Linked DNA regions of Ovis aries: all the other regions are linked to region 3. A link is a contact called in public Hi-C data. All regions are on one chromosome and are shown on one strand. Each heading gives the region's core, a stretch centred on a gene start, on an enhancer-like site or on the middle of the called end of the contact. The rest is flanking DNA. Distances are from core to core; before and after follow the strand shown.

Region 1 (3,880 bases), core at 29-2,528, 300 kb before region 3:
TCCAACCCTTTACTAGAATGTGACCTTGGGTGTCGGTGACTTTGCCTGTAGTGGCCATCGCGGAAATGGGAATAATAATATGCTTCACAATTCTTGAAGCTTAATTAACATTTGCAGCAAACGGCTGACCCCAACACCCCTTGTAGATATAAACTTGTGGTAGTATTTGTTGAGATGTTACGTCTCCCATTTGAACAGCCTCTTATTTTGAGCTTCAAAAATATTTTAAACCGGGATCGTATTAAGACATTTGAGAAAAAGCAAAAACATAAGATTTTATTCAATATGTTTTAAGCAAACTATAACAGACCTTAATATAAAAATATAAACGTTAATTATTATCGCCCAAGTTCAAAAGATTGCTTCCCAATCAGTTTAATTACTGTTTGCATAACTGCACAGAATAATCTAGTTTGAGAAATGAAACCAACAAAAGTCAAGATGAATTAAGAGCATGATTCCATTTCCACAGAACTAGGACAGACAGTTCACATTGTATTTAATTTACAGTTTGCTAAAGTTAGTTTGTGGGTAAGTCATGGAAAATGTGCTAACCAGGCCCCCCCTTACTATCGCCACAAAGCTCAGAAAAGCCGATTCTTTTAGACCTTATAAAAAAAAAGGTGACAGGTTGACTTTATTCCTATCAGTGAATGAAGCTAGCGTGAGGAGCTTCCCCTCTGGGCTTCCTTTCCCTCCCGAGCTCTACACCAGTTCTGTCGGACAGGCGGGGACTCCAAGGCAGCCCTTCCAACTGCCGGGCCGGGGACGCGAACATCGCCTCCACCCCTAACCCTGGAACAACCGGTAGTGGCCGTTTCCCCGCGCCTCCCCCCTTTCCGCCGGCTTTGTGTGCGTGTGAAATGTGCGGCACATTGCAGATGAACCCTAAGCCCGGCGAGCCGAGTCTATTGTTCCCCGCGAGGAGCTGCCGGGGCGGTGTGGAGTCAGGCGCAGTGCCGCGGCCGGCCCTCGGGGGTCGCTGTGCGGCTCTGGCTGCCCGGCCGTGGCGGCGACGCTGGAGGCGGCAGAGAGGGAGGCTGGCGGGGAGGGAAGCGGGCGGGCGGCGCGCAGCGGCTCGGCTGCCGCCGGTGCCTTCTGCCCGGGGACGCCCCGGCCGCGAGGCCGCGCGTGAATGTGTGCGAGGGCCCCGCGGAGCTGCGGCCGGAATACACGCTGTCACCCCGCTTTCCACAAACCACCACACAGACCTCCCCCTCCCCACCCCCAGCCCCGCCTGCCCCAGCCCCGCCGCCGCCGCCGCCGCCGCGGCCGCCGAAACTCCCGGGCCTCCGGCCACCCCGGCCCCTCACCGTCGGCTCGCCTTTCCCCTCGCCCGCTCGCGCGCCCCCGGCAGCAGCACCATGTTGAATCGCGTCCCCGGGCCGAGCCGCCTGAGCCGGCGGCGCTGAGAGGCGGGCGAGAGCCGGGCCGCGGGAGGGAGGGAAGGAAGGGGTGGGGGCCGCGCTCGCCCCGCGGCTTCGCGCGGATCCGGCAGTCGCCTGCCCCTCTAGTTTCGCTCCGATTTCTTTAAACTTTTTTAGAAATTCCCCTCCCTCCTTCCCTCCTCTCCCCCTGGCCTCCTGCTCCCTCCTTCCCCTCCTCCTCCTCCTCCTCCCCCTCCCTCCCTCCCTCCCTGCGCCGCCGCCGCCGCCGCCGCCGCCGCCGCCACCGCCGGCCCATGACTGAGCCCCGCCGCCGCCGGCCGAGGAATGGGCTCTGGGCTCTGGTAGGAAGCGCTGGGAGCGGGGGGCGCTTTTAAAACACCGATCTGGGTTTTTTTAAAACCTCCTTTGAAAAAATAATGGCAAACTCGACGGGGAAGGCGCCTCCGGACGAGCGGAGAAAGGGACTCGCTTTCCTGGACGAGCTGCGGCAGTTCCACCACAGCAGAGGGTGAGAGCAGAACCGGGGGGGCAGCGCCGGGGCGAGCCGGGGCGAACGGGGCTCTCCCGCTCGGGCCGCCGCGGGGTCCCGGCTGACAAGTGCGGGGCTTTCTCTCTCCCGCAGGTCGCCTTTTAAAAAAATCCCTGCGGTGGGTGGGAAGGAGCTGGATCTTCACGGTCTCTACACCAGAGTCACTACTTTAGGCGGATTCGCGAAGGTGAGTGGAAGTTTTAATTTGTATTTCCCTCTCGCTGGCCTCCTCCAAAAAGTCTCCTTTGACCCCGGAGTGGGCGCTCGGGGCCGGGGGGGTGGCCTGCGGGGGCCAGAGGCGTTCTTTTCGCTCCCAGCCGGTGGCACGGAGGCGGACGGCGGCGGGGCTGTTTTTGGCCTGGTGGCTCGCGTGCGCGCGGCGGGCGCGGGGCTCGGCGGGCGGGCGGCCCGGCGCCGGCTCGCGCCCTGCCCGGTGCCCGGCCGGCCCGGCGGGGTCTGAGCGCCGCGGCGGGGAGTGCGGGCGTGCGGGGCGCCCGCCCGAGCCCCGCGCCCGCCCCGCGCCCGCCCGCCCGCTCGCTCGCGAGTCAGCTCTGCCGCCGCTGCCGCTCTAGCACAGGCGGAGACACAGAGACACACAGACTCTGAGAGCAGTTTTCGTGCAACTCAAAATTAGCGCGGGCAGGTTTAACATCGATAATCGGCTGCGAAATGATCCCGGCAGCCGGGGGCACAGCCTCGGCCCCGTCGCCCTCGGTTTATACAGCTAACAAAAGAAACCAGGACCTGTCTCCAAATAGCCATCTTAGGCTTCAAGGCTAGGCAGAAGCTGTAGGCCTCAAAGAAGGGCCTATGGAGATGGATAGATCTGGGAGAGGGATCGGAATCGGCCCCGGCCCGGGCCCCCCCAGAACCTGCGGACGTCGCTGTCCGGAACAGTATTGATCCTTTTGAACTTTTTTTTTTTTAGTGTAAACGGACCGCGTTGAGATTTAAAAGGGGGCGACAGAGGGACTTGCGATTGGTTATTGTCCGGGCTTCAAAAACAAAACAAACCCACCAACATCCCCCCTTCCGCCCCCCAAAACAAAACAAGTGCTATTAAATACAGGGCTCTCGGGTGAAAACACAGTGATTCAAGCAGCCCTTGCTTAGCTACTCTTACGGATCGAGCCGAATCACCCACCGATTCCTGAGGGATCTGCAGATCTCTGTAGAATGGGTATTTATTCAGAGTTAGGTTTGAGTTTTCTTGGATTGTGCACTTTCAGACAAGTGTGGCTGTGTTTTTAACAGGTTTCTGAGAAGAATCAGTGGGGAGAAATTGTGGAAGAGTTCAACTTTCCCAGAAGTTGTTCTAACGCTGCCTTTGCTTTAAAACAGTATTACTTGCGGTGAGTAGTAGTGACTCTAACAACAGTGTTGGGAAATAAGGGATTTATGGGGAGATTTGCTTTAGCAAAAAGAAAAAAGAAAAGCCCCAAGCAAGAAACAAACCTTGCACATCAGTTTCTAAACTTCTGCTAATTTCAGTCTGAGAAACATTAAATATCCACAAGGGAGGTTCTAAGAAGGTGAAAGTTTTCCTCACCTATTTTAGGATTGTTTACATTTTTCATACAGAATCATTACAGGTGACACCCCATCCCCCATCTTGATAAACATTCTTTTGTGACATTGTTATTGATTGTTTGATATCCACAGAGGGGCAGAAAGGTGATGCTGAGTAAAAGAATCAAGATAGTTAATGAAACTTTGTATCCCTTGGGAAATTTTTTCTTTGTTTTGGAAACTCCTTTGCCTTTTTAAATTCTGACTTGAAGATATTGTTAAAAAATGAAACCTCTATGTGGAACCGTGTTACTGAGTAGTTTTTCAGAATATTTATGCATAGCATAGTGTGTTGGTGCCTTAAGTGTCCAGGATTGTTTTTTTTTTTTTTAAGAAATTCTTATGTTTTTAGAAATTTTTGACTGACTGAAAAACATTTAAAAGGATTATTATC
Region 2 (3,660 bases), core at 500-2,999, 350 kb after region 3:
TGTTCCCATACAACCAGATAATGTTCCAGAGATTACGCGCTCTCTCCAAATGCTACAATAATTTTAAGCAACAGAATTCTACGTAAAGAACTTCCGATGCACACAAGCCGTTTTTAAAAACGCACACATCTCCCACCTTTTCAGAGCAGCTTGTTTAGTGGGGTAGGAGTAGTTGAAGTCGCTGTTGGAACTATAGCTGCTGCTGTCCTCATCTGGGGAAATATTGAACCTTCCCATTTCAGCTTTCTTCATGTTGGGCAGCGGGAGGAATCGGACGCTGAGAGTAGTGCTGGGTTCCTTTTGTCCTTGGAGACGCACGAGCCCGCGCGGCTGCCTGTGAAGGTAGAGGCGGCGCGTCAGGACTGCAGAGCCCGCCCTGGTCACGTGACACCGCCGGGAGGCGCAGCGCGGCTGATTCATCCCCCGCCAGGCGAGTGGAAAAGTACCAGCCGAGCGCGAGGGGCGGGGGCGCGCGCCGAGGGGCGGAAAAGTACAGACCGCGGAGCCGCCGAGAACAAAGATGGTCCCACCGCAACGCTGCGCCCGCTGAGACTCGCGCCCCCCCGGGACCCTAAGGACCCTCTCCCGCGCAATTTAACGTTTTGCCCTCTCTGTTAGCCCAAGTTTTACGAAAGGGGCGTGGGGGGAGCTCTGTATCGCTTTTCCCGCAGCCTCCTTGGTCGTGCACAGGCACGCAGGGCACACATCCCACCCAGGTATTTGGCTAGGTGTGCGCTGCATGTACCCCAGGCACACAGCTCCCCTTTTCCAGCATTTACAATAGCAATGCCGCGTAATCCTTTCACGCCGGGAGCCCCCAGATGGGAAAATGCCTCTGCGGCAGACAGACTCGAAGGGGGCGTTAGGGCGGACACTAGTTTTCTCCCGAGAAGAGGAGCAGAGGGGGCGCAGAGCGCCGAGGGTTTGTTTACACGCGCACGCCCGTGCCCTCGAGCACACCCGTCCACTGGCATTTGACTCGCAAGCTCTTCGCCCGGCCGGCCCCTCCTATGCCCGGAAAGGAAACTGATGCAATATCGATCGCCGATTGTCAAACGTTCCCGGTATGTCTTCCCCAATCGTGGCCTCTGCTACATTAAAAGCTCGAACCCACATCCGCCCTCCCCCAAATTCCAAGACCCATGGATTTAATTATTTTTATTAACTCAAATCAGTCACCAGACTTGTCGCAGTGGAACCGCGAGCCTGGCTGGCTTCCCCTCCCCCTAACGGGAAGATGCGGCTCCGATCTTGGCGGGCACACGGCCCCCGCGCCGCGCCCCTCCCCCGCCCATAAGAAGACAGTGACCCCCGCTGCAGGCCGGGATAGAAGTCTGGCCAGCAAACCGAAAACGCCCTCCCCGGGAAGAAACGACATCCTCAGCTGCCTTCCCGCCGCGGCCCCTCCCGGAGGCCCCTCCCCCACTCCCGCCCGGTCCCCGCGGCTTTTGCACAGACGCCCCCGCGCGTGTTACCTTGGTGGTCTGGGCTCCTGTATCCCGGAAACAACACGCAAAAGACTTCGGTGAGTTTTTCTCAGTCAACAAAAATCATAAAAACAGAACAAAACGAAAACCCCAACAAGAAGCAGGAAAATAATTTTAATTAAACAAGGAAATGGCAAGTTGCCGCCCCAATCGTCCGGCGTCCGCCGTCTGAAGGGAAAGGCGCGAGTGTGCGGAGCGCGTGGTCGGGCTGCTGGCGGCGGTGCGAGAAAAGCGCTCCGGGACGGCAGCGACGCGCGGCTCTGGAGCAGCGGGGCGAGCGGTGGGTTTTAGCGGGAGGACGCGTCAATGGGCGGGGCCCCAGCCTCCGGAGCTTGCTTTTTTGTATATCAACACCACCTGGGCTCCGCCCCCGGCCAGCCTGGGCCCGCGAGGCCCCGCCCCGCCCCCGCCCCGCCCCCTGCCCCTCTGCCTCCTTGCCCCCCCGCGCCCCTCCCCGGTGGCTGAATTAGGCAGCCCAGCCCCGCCTGCTTCCTCCCCCGCTCCTTCCAGGCTAACTCCACTCTGCCGACTCTGGTCAGCCTGAAAGAGCCCCTCCTCTCGCCCGTGCTTTCCCCTATCTGTCCCTTTCAGCTCAGACTGGTGCCAAATATGCTCTTTCTCCAAATATGCTGGTGTCCGAGTTACCAGCAGGCTTTCCTTTCTCCTCTAGGCTCTTTGGGGACACATCCCGCCCATCCAATGCTTTTCTGCATGCTATTTTTATGATTTACAGGGGGATTGTCTCCCGCACTCTTGGGCCAACGGAGCAACGTAGTCTCCATGGTTAGGTTTTTGTTCTCGTTCTTTCTTCTCGTTCCTAGACCTGCTTTCAATCTTCAGAACTAGCCTGATTAGGTCGGTTGGCAGCTCCATATCGGGATATCCTTTTAGTACGGACACGGAACACCCTATGAAGTGTAAAGCGACATCCTGCCCAGCAAGCCAGACTCTTTGCAAGGGTCCCCAGTGGGGGACTCGGCTCCTCCGAGGGGATGTAGGATCCCATTTTTCCTTCCTGGTCACGTTTCGCTCATTCCACCACCCCGAATGAAGAGCTCTCCTCGCCCTCCTCGCCTTTCTCTCCTATTTACAGAGGCACTGCCTCCGTTGGAATGCCGGTGCTCCCCTTCCAGTGTGGAGGTGTTCTTGCTGAGCCAGGCAACTAGGGGGACCCTTCGCTGTGGAATACTCGGTGCTGCCGGAAAGGCTGGAAACAAAGGCCTCTTAGGAGAGAGAATTGTTGGTTGAATGAATGAATAAACAAACGACCTGACCTACTGCTCTCTTCCTTTTGGAGACGTGGGAGAGACAGAGCAGGGTTGGGTGTGATCACAATTTTTGCTTTCAATGTTTTCCTGAGGAAATCTGTACACAACTGTCTGTTTCCATGACACGTGAGGCTGCGGGTGCCCTTGGCCTGCACCAGTGTGATTGACATGGGAGGACCCGATTCCACTTTACACTCCTTTCTTCCCAACCCCTTCAACTGGTCAGACCAGTCTCACCTAAACAATACTCTTGCTTTAGTACCCAACTTCCCATCGCCATCACTCAGGGCTTAGTCACTGAGCCTCAGGAAGGCTTCCTTCCTTAGTCCTCTTATTGCAAGGGCTGTTTTCTAAACCGTGTGGTGAAAACGTTTTAGAACCTATGCTGTCTTGTACCCAAAATTGTTCACGTTTGTGGTCTTGTCCTACCAGGGAGACTGTGAGCACGCCAGGGCAAGTTTGGCATTTGATACACAATTGTGACTTTCACACAAATTCCCCGATAACACTGATCAACTCTTCTAGACTGGACACCAATCTTAATAGTGGGTTAGGGAGGACTCCTTGAAAGTTCCTTACTGTCAAGTTTCAACTGATGAAAATCAAAAGGTCTTCAGTCACTTCTTCATCCAGTTTAGTCCCCTGCATAGTCTGAAGTGACTGTGGTTGGCAAGTCCTACTCTCAGACTAGTTCTCTTGTTAGTTGAATTTTTTGGTGGTATGTACTATAGTGCATGGGCTTCCTTTGGTGGCTCAAACAGTAAAGAGATGGCTCAAAAGGTAAAGAGGGGGCTCAAAAGGGCTCCAATGCAGGAGACCCGGGGTTCAATCCCTGGGTCGGAAGATCCCCTGGAGAGGGAAATGGCCATCCTCTCCAGTATTCTTGCCTGGAGAATTTGATGGAC
Region 3 (3,931 bases), core at 1,056-3,555:
AGCCTGTCAGGCTCCTCTGTCCATGGGATTCTCCAGGCAAGAATACTGGAGTGGGTTGCCATTTCCTTCTCCAGGGGATCTTCCTGACCCAGGAATCGAACCCAGGTCTCCTGCACTGCAGGCAGATGATTTACCAACTGAGCTATGAGGGAAGCCCTTTCGTTGTTGAAGGATGACCAAATAGGAGACAGAGCTCTCAAAAACAAAAAAGAGCTTAAGTATAAAAAAGCCTGAAATAGAGGGAATTTCAAACATTTGTTTAGTTAGCAAATAGAACTGTATAAGCAATGAAACCCGTTACTACCACCTAAAAGCATACAAAAATACGCCCCTTAAAAACTTTCCATGACTTAAGTTTCAAGTAACACATTTAGGAACAATTTTCCATTTTCTTCCAGTTTTCTTCCCCCTCAACGTAGTGAAAATGTCTTTATAGCATAAGTACACTTGAGTAAGCAGAGATCCAAATCCTACCCTGCCAAAATCTTAAGAGGTACTCAAATTCTCAAGCATAAAGGTCACCAGCTCAACGAAAAATGTACTGATTATTAAAATACTTGCAAGCACCGAACAAGAAAAAACTATAGCGGAAAAAAAATGCAGTTACAATAAGAATTGATAATCTTTAAAAAATTCTTCATATTGCATAAACAAAATACAAAGTAAACTCAGATTACCTTTCATAATAGTAAAACAAAAGAAATAAAAAAGACAATTTCATTTCTTCTGCCAGTTCGTTAAAACAACAAAAACAAAAGTCCCACAAACTTTATCGCAGCTCTTAGCAAACAGCAAAAAAGTCAAATGATTAGGCCAACTGCCAAAGAAACAGGGAAGAGAAAGCAATAACGTGGAAAAAGACTTGATTACATATCAAAATTTTAATACCAATAAAACACAAAACCCACATTTAAGAATGTACTTCAACATCCTGCTGAGGTAAGTAGTCATATGCACGAATCAACTTCTGTTTTATAATGAAAAAACGCATCTACTAAACACGCTTTTTCCAATATTCAGTGAATTTCCCAAATTGGGAAAACTGAAGAACGGCATCTACTAGCCAAAGCACTATATTAAAAACTTTTTGGTCAGTTCTGCCTGAATATCTTAGTTCACTAGCAGTGACAAAAATATTAAAATGTAAACCAAAATGACTGAAAAACGCTCAACTCGTAGACACTGTGTATATAACAGGGTACAGAAATACTTTGAGAATATTTTTAAATTCCATATTCGTATCTGAATGTTTTATTCAACTACTCTCAAATCAGGCGCTTACTTTCAGAACAATTTTTCAAAATGGGGGGACAGAGCAAGACGGCCAGACATCTCTAAAAAATGTTTTTAATGGTTCAAAATTCCTAGTAGCTAAGGAGGAGCGACTGATGGAGCCAAGTTGAGACCTCCCGGCCCTCTCATCAGACGGGGAAACTGGTTTAAAAATCGAAGGTGGGAGAAGAGTTTGGAATTCAGAGCATGGGGTAACGCGGATGCTCTGAAACGCCGGCTCTTCCCTAGTCGCGCACTCCGAGAGGTCACCGCGCAGTAAAGTTTGGTTTCACAAACGGGCTTGGACGCTATTGACAAAAGCAAAGTCTCCCAAGTCGAGAGAGAGCCGGAGTCGGGGAGCTCCCGGAAGCCCAGCAGGACACAGTGCCCCGCAGGGACGGGGTTGGACGTGTGGCGACCCTGCCGCCGAGAACCCTAGGCTCAACCCACTCCCCCAGGACCCCGGGCGGGGACGGGAGCCGCCGGCGGAGGCGGCGGGTAGGCCACAAGGAGGAAATGGGACGGGGTACCGACAGCGAGGCGGCGGCGGCCGACACGGGGCCGCCCTCGCGGGGGTGGCGAGAGGAACGCGGGGCCTCCCCGCCTCAGCCTCCCCCGCCTCGAGAGGCGGCTCCAACTTTCCTCCGAGCGCAGAACGCCGCCTGGGCCGCGCGGGATTCCGAAACTTTGTCCGCCCTCCCATCGCCCCGGGCCCCCTCTCCCCCACTCCGCCGGCCCGTCCACCCCACCCCGCAGCGACAGCTGCCTGCGCCCGTCCACCCCCGGGGTCGGCCCGTGTTTACCTCAGGCCGAGGTCGAGGCGCAGGCTCCGGCGGCGGCGGCAGCCCCACTGCAGGTCCCCAGGTTCCCGTCACGCCGCCGCCAAGTTCCCCAACATGGACTCCGTCCGCTCTGAGGTATTCCGGGGGCCGCTGAGGCCGGCTCTGCTGGCTGGCGCGGGAGGTGGCGGCGGTGGAGCAGGGAGCGGACCCGGGCTGCGCTGCTCCGCGCGGCTTGCGCCACCGCTGCTCCCCCTCCCCCCGCCCCGTCTGGCCTCCTCCCGCTCCGCTCCGCGCGTCCCCTTCCCCCTCCCCCTCTTCTCCCCTCGGCTAAGCCGCGCCGCCACAGGTCGGCGCGCTACGGTGACGCCGGCGGCGGCGGCGGCGGCGGCGGACCCTTCGCTGTTTCCCTACCCGCTCGCACTGGCCCTGCGTGCACGACTGCAGCGCTCAACCAGACCTCAGGGGGGCGCTGGCAATCCACCGTTTGCGACGGAAGAACGTGACGGGCGGAGTCAAGTCACGCGGCCTGCGAGCAGGAGGGAGGGCCCCAGCTCGTGGCGCGGGCTTCTGGGAAACGTCCTTAACGCCCGGCTCCCCTCCCACGCCGCGGGTTCTGCGCCTGCGCGGCGCGCTGGAGTCAGCCTTGCGTTGCCGGCTGTACACCCAAGCTGCAGAAGACAGTTAAGAAGGCTCTCGGGGAACAGGACATGAGGGGCTTTGTGCGGCCTTTACTATCCTATCTGCTATTGAAAACAGTGTTTTGTTGTTTGGCGGTGGATTAAGTTTTCTTCCTGCAGCGTTACCCGCCTGAACTACATCCTGCAGGGAGGCTAAAGTGGCCCCAACTTATATGCTCACCTCTTTCTTCCTGCCCAGTGGGCATTTTTAAAACGCTTTGAAGAGGTATCCTACGTGACTCATCAAGCCTAGGCATGTCCCCGTATCTAAATTCCCACAACAAAAAATTAAATGTGATCCTGATCCACTTAGTGGTTCAGTTCAGTAGCTTAGATTTGTCCGACTCTTTGTGACCCCATAGACTGCAGCATACCAGGCTTCCCTGTCCATCACAGCTCCCGGAGCTTGTTCAAATTCACGTCCATCCTGTTGGTGATGCCATCCAACCATCTCATCCTCTGTCTTCCCCTTCTTTTCCTGCCTTCAGTCTTTCCCAGCATGAGGGTCTTTTCCAGTGAGTCAGTTCTTCGCATCAGGTTGCCAAAGTATTGGAGTTTCAGCTTCAGCATCAGTCCTTCCAATGAATATTTGGGACTGATTTCTTTTAGGATGGACTGGTTGGATCTCCTTGCAGTCCATGGGACTCTCAAGAGTCTTCTCCAACACCGCAGTTCAAAAACATCAATTCTTTGGAGCTCAGCTTTCTTTATAGCCGAACTCTCACATCCATACGTGACTACCGGAAAAACCATAGCTTTGACTAGCCAGACCTTTGTCCGCAAGTAATGTCTCTCCTAACCACCAAGCTAATTTGGTGGTGGTTAGATAGAGACAGGTGATGATTCATTCAAGAATACGTCGGAGACTGCTATTTGGAACTTGTGTATCATTATCGATTTTTTTGGTCTTCCCTGCTGGCTCAGACGGTAAAGCGTCTGCCTACAATGCGGGAGACTCCAGTACTCTTACCTGGATAATCCCATGGACGGAGGAGCCTGGTAGACTACAGTCCATGGGGTCCCAGAATCGGACATGACTGAGCGACTTCACTTCATTGATTCTTTCTCCATAGGGTCATCAAATCTCTTATTTTATCTCGGATATACCTTTCACACTGCTTTTTAAGGTCACCGACCGTTTAACCACATAGTTTATCTTCAGGACAAATCTTCACACTTCTGACTACTCTTCCTGCTCTG

Evidence for each region. A called contact is a pair of places that touch in the nucleus more often than the background predicts.
Region 1: a Hi-C map of hypothalamus shows a contact between it and region 3, with 7 times the contacts expected there. The contact joins the promoter of ARID2 here to the promoter of SCAF11 in region 3. A contact is called at or near these places in 7 of 16 Hi-C or Micro-C datasets (blood, hypothalamus, liver and 3 more).
Region 2: a Hi-C map of liver shows a contact between it and region 3, with 4 times the contacts expected there. The contact joins the promoter of SLC38A2 here to the promoter of SCAF11 in region 3. A contact is called at or near these places in 2 of 16 Hi-C or Micro-C datasets (blood and liver).

Annotation. Positions count from the first base shown.
Region 1 is chr3:140,791,503-140,795,382 of ARS-UI_Ramb_v3.0, reverse strand. ARID2 (AT-rich interaction domain 2) reads left to right here and starts at 1,278. Exons shown (of 21, transcript XM_004006425.6): 1 at 1,278-1,896; 2 at 2,011-2,104; 3 at 3,172-3,269. The coding sequence starts at 1,805.
Region 2 is chr3:140,134,365-140,138,024 of ARS-UI_Ramb_v3.0, reverse strand. SLC38A2 (solute carrier family 38 member 2) reads right to left here and starts at 1,749. Exons shown (of 16, transcript XM_004006421.5): 1 at 1,476-1,749; 2 at 137-334. The coding sequence starts at 252.
Region 3 is chr3:140,489,360-140,493,290 of ARS-UI_Ramb_v3.0, reverse strand. SCAF11 (SR-related CTD associated factor 11) reads right to left here and starts at 2,305. Exons shown (of 16, transcript XM_027967427.3): 1 at 2,076-2,305.